Linked DNA regions of Ovis aries: region 1 is linked to region 2. The links are chromatin contacts, called in public Hi-C maps. All regions are on one chromosome and are shown on one strand. The core of a region is the stretch at or near the end of the contact, and the rest is flanking DNA. Distances in the headings are between cores, read along the strand shown.

What was found. Hi-C and Micro-C count contacts between places; a contact is called where the count stands out from the background.
Region 1: a Hi-C map of liver shows a contact between it and region 2, with 10 times the contacts expected there. The contact joins two enhancer-like sites. A contact is called at or near these places in 6 of 16 Hi-C or Micro-C datasets (hypothalamus, liver, omental adipose tissue and 2 more).

The regions. Positions count from the first base shown.
Region 1 is chr12:29,647,815-29,652,007 of ARS-UI_Ramb_v3.0, reverse strand. No RefSeq gene overlaps it. Among named protein-coding and RNA genes, the nearest start is that of AHCTF1, 44 kb to the left of the region's middle. Within about 2 kb of position 2,412, at least 9 of the 54 cell types and tissues checked have an H3K27ac peak or open chromatin away from gene starts, as enhancers often do. A contact at or near this core is called in liver, where this site is marked.
Region 2 is chr12:29,367,058-29,371,369 of ARS-UI_Ramb_v3.0, reverse strand. All of the region lies in intron 10 of CDC42BPA (CDC42 binding protein kinase alpha), which reads left to right. Among named protein-coding and RNA genes, the nearest start is that of CDC42BPA, 170 kb to the left of the region's middle. Within about 2 kb of position 2,874, at least 11 of the 54 cell types and tissues checked have an H3K27ac peak or open chromatin away from gene starts, as enhancers often do. A contact at or near this core is called in liver, where this site is marked.

The sequences.
Region 1 (4,193 bases), core at 1,163-3,662, 280 kb before region 2:
ATGCCAAACAACTCTGACAAAATTGAGTTTTTGGAAGTACAAAGCCCCAGATATTGAACTGCTGGAGATCCCCATGAGCCCTGGCTGCCTCTCTCCTCTTAGTCTTTTTAAGTTGAAATCTCTGTCTGAAAGGTCATCCCTAGGACAGACACAACTTGGTTTCATTCCTATGCATCCTTCTTTGAGACTCAGGCTTCACTTCAGAGAGCCTTTGTAGACCTTTCCCTCCTGTCCCAGGCTGGATAACAGTCCCCTCCTCTGTAGCCACTCCACAGGGATCCGATGCTCACGAAAGACTGCTCGCCACGCTATCTGGTGGTTGTTTGCTTGTTCTCCCCTCTGAAATGTGAACAACCAGAGAACTTCTTGTTTCTGCAGCCCCTGTTCCCAGCACATTGTAGCTGTTCAATAAATGTTTATAGAATTGATGAATGATTGGCAAAGAAAGGTTAGGTTGAAATTGCATGGTGAATAACAGGACAGGAAATTCATTCTTAAGGAGACATTGTTCATTCAGTGTTTGTCACACACCACATATGATGAGTCTGTGAAAAGATCTGGGCCCTATCCTTTCAGAACGTAGACATGGGAGCTCTCTTATCCTATCTTTCCTATTTGAAAGAGGAATGGTAGTTATATGTGGCCTCTGTGCTTTTAAAATTATTTGTTCATACTTGAGGCTGGCACATCGTGCACAGTAAATCTTTGTTGGATAGATGAATGAGCCTTTATTACAGAACTTTTAATGCGATTTCCTAGTTTTTATGTCTCCTCTAGACTGTGAGCTCCTGGAAGTCAGGGACTGTGTCTCATTCCTGTTTGTTAACAGAATCTAGCACAGAGCTTTGCACATAGTAGGTATCAAAAATGTTTATTGGCTGAAAGAATAAATGTCTGAGAAGAGAGAGAGGAGCACACACACACACATGCACTCACACATGTATTATACACACATTTTTTTTTCTCCCTGGTATTATTTTTTTCCATAGGAAACCAGGTGAAAAATTCATTTCTTGTTATTGGCTCTTAATGAGCCTGAACGCTTCTGCAGGCTTCCTTGGCAGTTTGCTCTGGCAGCAGCCTTCACACTTCCATTGCATGGCTTGAGGTTCTGAAGAGTCTGGGAAGAAGCACAGGCCGGTGAGTGTGGAGGGTGGGAGTGGGCAGTGTGAACTCTCCAATGAGTGTATTCAGTTCACCAACAGGTACACAAAAAGGTGAGGGTGGAGGGGCTTCCCCATGGCTTAGTGGTAAAGAATCTTCCTGCAATGCAGGAGCCACAGGAGACACAGTTTCAATCCGTGGATCGGGAAGATCCTCTGGAGGAGGGTATGGTAACCCACTCCAGTATTCTTGCTTGGAGAATCCCCATGGACAGAGGAGCTTGGCAGGCTACAGCCCATAGGGTTACAAAGAGTTGGATATGACTGAAGGACTTAGCATGCATGCACACAAAAGGGAGTCCCTAGTAGTTATCAAGTCATCGAGGAAGTTTCCCTTCCTCTGTCCAAAAGAACTTCCCTGCCCCTATCACCCCCTCCCCCGACCCCTGATCTTTGTCTTGCCTGTAGGAGAAATGGGTTTGTTTAAGCAAGGATGAGATTCACAGGAGGGGCTGAGGGAGGAACATGTGTATTTTAATAGATTGTTTCCCTTCACTGAGGGAATGAGCTTATCAAAGAGCAGAAGCAGAGCCTCAGTGCCACAGGTGATTTCATTTCGGAGGTTCTACATGTTGCTCTGGCAGCTGTGAGACTGGCTGGCTCAGAGCAAAGATGACGGCCCCTCCACCTGCTCCAGGGTCATCTCAACACTGTGGGGCTTTGTTCTCTTTGGCGACCAACTGTATAGCCTAGAGACATCCAATCTGTCCCCACCCTGGGGTCGAGCCCTGGAGGCTCATGGACTTTGCTTCAGCACATGTTGTCACTGCCTCTCAACCTTGATGAGAGCACCGAGCCGCAGTTCAAGGTCAGCCAGGGAGGGGAGTGCCCTTGGTGATGACTCTCTATTCTGGGGCTTCCGGGGTTGGTTCCAGCTCTATAAACAGAGATGGGAAAGCCTTACTCCATACTGATCTATAGCCTAATTTCTCTTGGACTAGCCCAATTGCTTTCCTCCCAGGGGGTGGTTGTCCAAAAGCATGTTCTGTTTATTCCCAAGGAAAAGAACTGGCTTCCTCTTCGGCTCTTTTTCTGCTCTTCATTATTTGTAAATTCCAACTCTCCAGCCTCCAGCTAGGCAAATTGACAAGTTATTATTAGTAGCTATGTGGAAAACCTCATAGTCCGAATGTTTTCTGATAAAAGAACGGGGTCATACTTGGTTAAAAAATAACTCAGAGATACTTTGTCTTGTCCTCCCTGTTCTCTCTCCTCTGCACCCCTACCCTCTCCCAGCTCACTGCCACATCCAGTCGTTTTAGTTTTAAGACACTGCCTTCTCAGTTGACACAATGCTAACAGTGTGGGTTTTAGTTAAAGGATTATTTAGACTTTTACGTAACGTTTATATTTATCAAAGAAAAAGAAAACCCCTGAAATCAATTGCTTTGCGCCCTCTTGCCCTCGGTTCTGTTAGTGGCTTGGTTGCTATCTCAGCTCCCAAGCTGCCAGCCGGGCCACGCCGTTTCCTCTGAGAACAGTGAGATCTTAGTGTTCCAGGCTGGTGTTTCTCCCACCTAACAACCACCGCTTGCCAACCATTCTTGCCGGACCTGGAAGTGAACCACTGATCCCAAAGATTAACAAACAAAATAAGGAGCTATAGTGTCCCCTGGGGACGTCTCTGCTTGACTCTACCATGGATTACTAGCCTTGTCTTGTGCTTTGCTCCAGTTCCCAGGGAAAGGAAGTGGGCAGACCCTCTAAAGCTACTGGAGGTGGGGGAGTCTGGACCCAGATGACACAGTGCTTGACCCTCAAGGGAGCTGAGGGTACAGAATGAAGCTACTGACTCCAAGCTACAGTTTAGGCTCAACTGATCGCACCCTCGTTTGCCTTTGGTTAACCAACAGACTGGGGCTTCCCAGGCGGCCCGAGTGGAAGAGAACCCACCTGCCAATGTAGGAGACATAAGAGATGTGGGTTTGATCCCTGGGTCGGGAAGATCCCTTGAAGGAGGGCATGGCGATCCACTTCAGCACTCTCGCCTGGAGATTCCCATGGGCAGAGGAGCCTGGCAGGCTACAGACCCCAGGGTCGCAGAGAGTCAGACACGACGGAAGCGACTGAGCATGCACACAACCAACAAACTGCATCTCTGTATGTTCCCTGCAGTGTCTCCATTTACAACCACAGTTCTCCAGCTTATGTGACATCAGAATCAACAAGTCCCACAAGAGAACTTGTTAAAAGTCCAGACTCTGAGTTTCTGGTCCATAGGATTGGGGTGGAACCCAAGAATTTGCATTTCTAATCAGTTCTGAGGTGATGCTGTTGGCTGAGGAACAACCCTCAGAGGACCAATGATTTAGGAGATAGGACTGGTGGCTTTATCTTATCTCTGTGCTGGGGTGAGACCAAGGTCAGGAGAGGAGGCGATGTGGTGGCTTTGCACAGCTCAGTGCTTCTAAGTGTGCTTTTGACAGCAGCACATCCATTTCCACTCTTCTGAGCTCCAGACGTGGGGGAGGGGTGCTGTTTGGGAAGAGGCACATCCAGGTGGACCTCAGCCAGGAAGGATTTTGTCTGGTCTTATGGTGACCCACCTGCCCACTTTCCTGGTTGGAAGCCAACTTGCAATTTGTGTTTCTAGGTTGTGCTAAGTTTACTAATGATGTTTCTCAAATGTTCACAGCATAATGAGCGTTTGAAGCTATGTTTCAGGATATCCTAATTCTACCTACCCATCCTGCCTGCTGTTCCCATGGCAGCTCATCCCTCACAAGCTGGCTGAGTATTTGGTTGTCATCTGTCCAGGCCAGTCTCCCAGCCCCACGAAGGACCTAGCTCTGGGGTTTCTGCAGCCAGTCTTGATGCACTGTGGACCCGCTAGCTAGCTGCATCCCAGGAATTCTTGAGGTTCGGTCTGTCTTCTGATGTTTATTTAGAGTTGAGTTATTGGTGGTGCTAACTCAGGAAGTGGAAAAATCCCTGATGTGTGTGTCTTGTGTGTTTGGAGAAAGGGGAGAGCGGGGGAGGGGAGTAGTCTTTGTTTTCATGGCTCAGTAAATTTCCCCAAACAATCTCCAC
Region 2 (4,312 bases), core at 1,625-4,124:
CTCTTTTTATCAATTTCTATTTTCATACCATTGTGACCAGCAAAGATAATTGGTGTGATTGCAGTCTTTTTATTTTTGTAAAGATATGTTTTTTGTCCTGTCATATGATCTGTTCTGGAGAATGTTCTGTGTGCACTTGAGAAGAATGTATATTCTGCTGCTGTTATATGCAATGTTCTGTACATGTTTGTTAAATCTATTTTTCTAAGATGGTTCATTTCCAACATTTCCTTGTTGATTTTCTGTTTGTACAATTTATCATTGCTGAGAGTGGCATACTGAAGTCCCCTACTATTATTCTGTTGTCTGTTTCTCTCCTAGGGTTTGTTAGTATTTAATATATTTTGGTGCTCTGCTGTTTGGAGCCTGTATATTTACAGTTGTTATATCTTCTTGATGTATTGACCCCTTTATCATTATAATGACCTTCTTTGTCTCTTTGTTACCGTTTGTGGCTGAAGTATATTTTGTCTGATTTAAGTATAGCTACACTCATTTTGTTTTGCTTTCTGAAATATTATCTTCCATCCCTTCACTTGGAGCTTATTTTTGTTGATAGAGCTGAAATGAGTCTCTTGTAGGCAGCATATAGTTGGAACTTGACTTTTTTTTCCAGTCATCCACTTGTGCCATTCATTTGGTAAATTCAATCCATTCAATCCATTTAGGGTGATTATTGGTATGTAAGGACTTATTACTACCATTGATCTTTTGCTTTCTGGTTATTTTGTATCTCCATTGGGTTTTTTCTTCTTCTTTTCTTGTCTACCTTTGTAAGTTGATGATTTACAATGGTGATTTGCTCATTGTTCCCTTTTTTATGTGATGTCTCTCCTCTAAATTTTTGCTTTGTCTTTACCATGACATTTACATAAAATAACTAATTGATAAACTAGTCCTTTTTCTGCTGATAGCAACCCATCTTCACTCACCTATAGAGGTTTCATCAGTTTACATCTCCTATTATATTTTTGATGTCACAAATGATCACTTTTTATGCTGTGAATTTGCTACCAAATGATAGTAGCTATAGTAAGTTTTAAGGCTCTTTTCCTTTAACATTTATGCTATAATTGATTGTTTAACATACTATTCTAAAATACAGTTACAGTTTTCTAATTCTGACTGTATTTGTTACCTTGATCAGAGTCTTGCGTACTTTCATCTTTTTTGTTTCGGTTTGAAGGACTCCTTTCAGCATTTCTAGTGGTGGTGAACTCTCAGCTTTTATTTGTCTAGGAAAACCTTTATTTCTCTTTCATATCTGAAGAATAACTTTTCCAGGTACAGTATTCTTGACTAGGAGCTTTTATCTTTCAATACTTTGAGTATGTTATTGTGCTCTCTCCTGTAGAGTTTCTGCTGAGAAATCAGCTTATTACCTAATGGAGATTCTTTTGTAGGATACTTTCTTTTTTCCCCTGCTGCCTTTAAAATTCTTTCTTTAGTATTGACTTTTGACAGTTTTCGTTATAATGTGTTGGAAAAGGTCTTTTTTCATTGGGACAGCAAGGTGTTCTATTAGCTTCATAGAATTGGATGTCCAGTTCTTTCTCCAGATTTGGGAAGTTCTCAGCTATTATTTCATCACATAAACTCTCTGCCCCGTCTCCATCTCTTCTCCTTCTGGAATACCCATTATTCTTATTTTTACTTTTTAAATGCAGTCTGATAACTCTTGTCCTAGTTCTCACTCCCCTTACGCCCAGATCGTCTCTCCATTCCTGTCCTCTGTATGGCTTATTCTTTCTTCCCTCTGACCTGTTCTGCTGCCAGTACTTTCTCACGCAGTGTTCCTCTCACTTACTGAGTTCTTCAGCTCCAGAGTTCTTGTTTTGTTCTTTTTTGTGATATCAGTCTCTCTAATAAGTGCTCTTTCTATTCATTAATTTTATTCCTGACTTCATTGAGTCGCCTTTCTGTGTTTTCTTGTCGCTTGTTGAATTTCTTCATAGTTGTCTTGAATTCTTTATCAGTTAGATTGCAGTATTCTGTATCTTTGAGACGGTTGCCTAGAAAATTGTCATTTTCCTTTTTGGATACTGTATTACGTGGGTTTTCATAGTGTTCCATGAAATGTGTCTCTGCCATAACATTGAAGTAGCAAACACCTTTCTTATTTAGGTAAGGTTAAAGGAAAGGCTGCCTACTCCAGTATTCTAGCCTGGAGAATTCCATGGACTATACGGTCCTGCTGCTGCTAAGTCGCTTCAGTCGTGTCCGACTCTGTTCGACCCCATAGACAGCAGCCCACTGGGCTCCCCATCCCTGGGAGTCTCCAGGCAAGAAACCTGGAGTGGGTTGCCATTTCCTTCTCCAATGCATGAAAGTGAAAAGTGAAAGTGAAGTCGCTCAGTCATGTCCAACTCTTTGCGACCTCATGGACTGCAGCCTACCAGGCTCCTCCGTCCATGGGATTTTCCAGGCAAGAGTACTGGAGTGGGGTGCCATTGCCTTCTCCGAAAGGGGACGCTATGGCTGCATGTGGCTCCAATGGGGTCGCAAAGAGTCGGCCAGGACTAAGTGACTTTCACTTTCCTTCACCAGTGACAATCAGAAGCCTTTCTTTTGCTTTCCAAAAGGTGGCGCTATAGCACAAATTTTGGGTTTCTCTTCCCGGAGCTGACTCACCACTAGTTTGGAGTGTGTGCATGGTAAAAGCTGTTGGCAGAGTCTAGGAAGTGTATGCTTGGTACCTGGACCTTTTTGTGGAAGAACTCAGAGATTTGTGGACAGACAGCAAGAAATGCATTCCTTCATTTCTCTTTGCTTGCCTTCTTTCCTTTCGTACCCTCCCCTTCAGAAATCCTCCAGCTGTAGCCTCATCACAGCCCACTTTGCTCTCACTCATCACAGCCCACTTTGCACTCGCTCATCACTTTCACTTTCTACCTCCTCTGCTAGAGAGGTCACTGCTGCCAATACCTTGGATCTGCAGCCTCCTCCAAGGTCCAGTCGACCCACTCTCAGATGTGAGTGCAGTGCAGAAGCACTTTTGTTCAGTTGTGGATATCCAATTAATTGTACATTGAAGTGGAGAGGAAAAAGGAATGACTCAGGGACCTGCTACTGATGTCACTCAGTTTTGACTTTTAAACGGTGATATCCATAAAGTGGACAAGTATCCTAAGGTGTACTCCCTATAAATGTTTATATTAGTGTACCTTTATGTAACCTCCACCCCAGTCAGTATATAGAACATTTCTTGCATAGTGTAAAGTTCCATCATGCTCTCTTCCCAGTTTCTAACTTACAACTCTGAAGTAAACAGTATTCAGAATTTTTCAGCATTAATTTTACCTTTTCTTGAAGCCACACAGTATCTACATTCATACAGTATGCATGGTCATACAGTATATTGTCATTTGTGTCTATTTTTTGATAACACAGATTTCCATGTTATATGTAAATCAGTAGTTTGTCCTTTTTTAAAACTGCTGCTTAGTATAGTATTACATTGTACATAAATACTAAAATTATCCAATGTCTGGATTTTTCTGGCTTTTATTAAAAAATAAAACAGATTGGATGGCTTATAAACACCAGAAATTTATTTCTCCGAGGTCTGGAGGCTGAAGTCCAAGATCAAAGTGCCAGCATGGCCAAGGGAGGGTTTATAGCCAGTGCCTGCTTGCTCTGTCCTCACCTGAGGGAAATGGCTAGGGAGCCCTGAGTTCTTTTTTATAAGGCACTAATCCCATTTTTGAGGGCTCCACTCTTGTAACTATAACTTAAACACCTCCCAAAGCCCCACCTCCTTATTACATCATTTTTGAATAGGATTTTAACATAGGAATTTTTGGGGGGGACACAGATATTCAGACCATTTCATCCAAGCTGTTGTTGTTGAACATTTGAGTTATTTCCAGATACTGACTGTTACAAACATGGTTTCTGTGAATGTTGTTATGTATTTCTTTTGATGGTCATATGTACTTATTTCTCTTGGATATCTGCCTAGCAGTAGGATTTCTGGATCATGGGATAGTGTATTTTCGGCTTTAGAAAGTATTGCAAAGAGTTTTCAAAAGTGATTAATTGCATCAATAGTTTCACTAATAATGAATGAGTTTCACTTACTGTATATTCCCATCAGAACTAGATATTGTCAGCTTTTCAAAATTTTAACCATTCTGATATCTGTATATTGGAGTTTTGCTATGATTTTAAATTTGTATTTTCCTTGTAGGTAATATCTTTAAATTTGTATTTTCCTTATAGGTAATATCTACAAGATAAGTTGAGTATCTTTTCATATATTTACTGTCTATTTGACTATTGAATATTCAGTCAATATTCAACCCCATTTTTT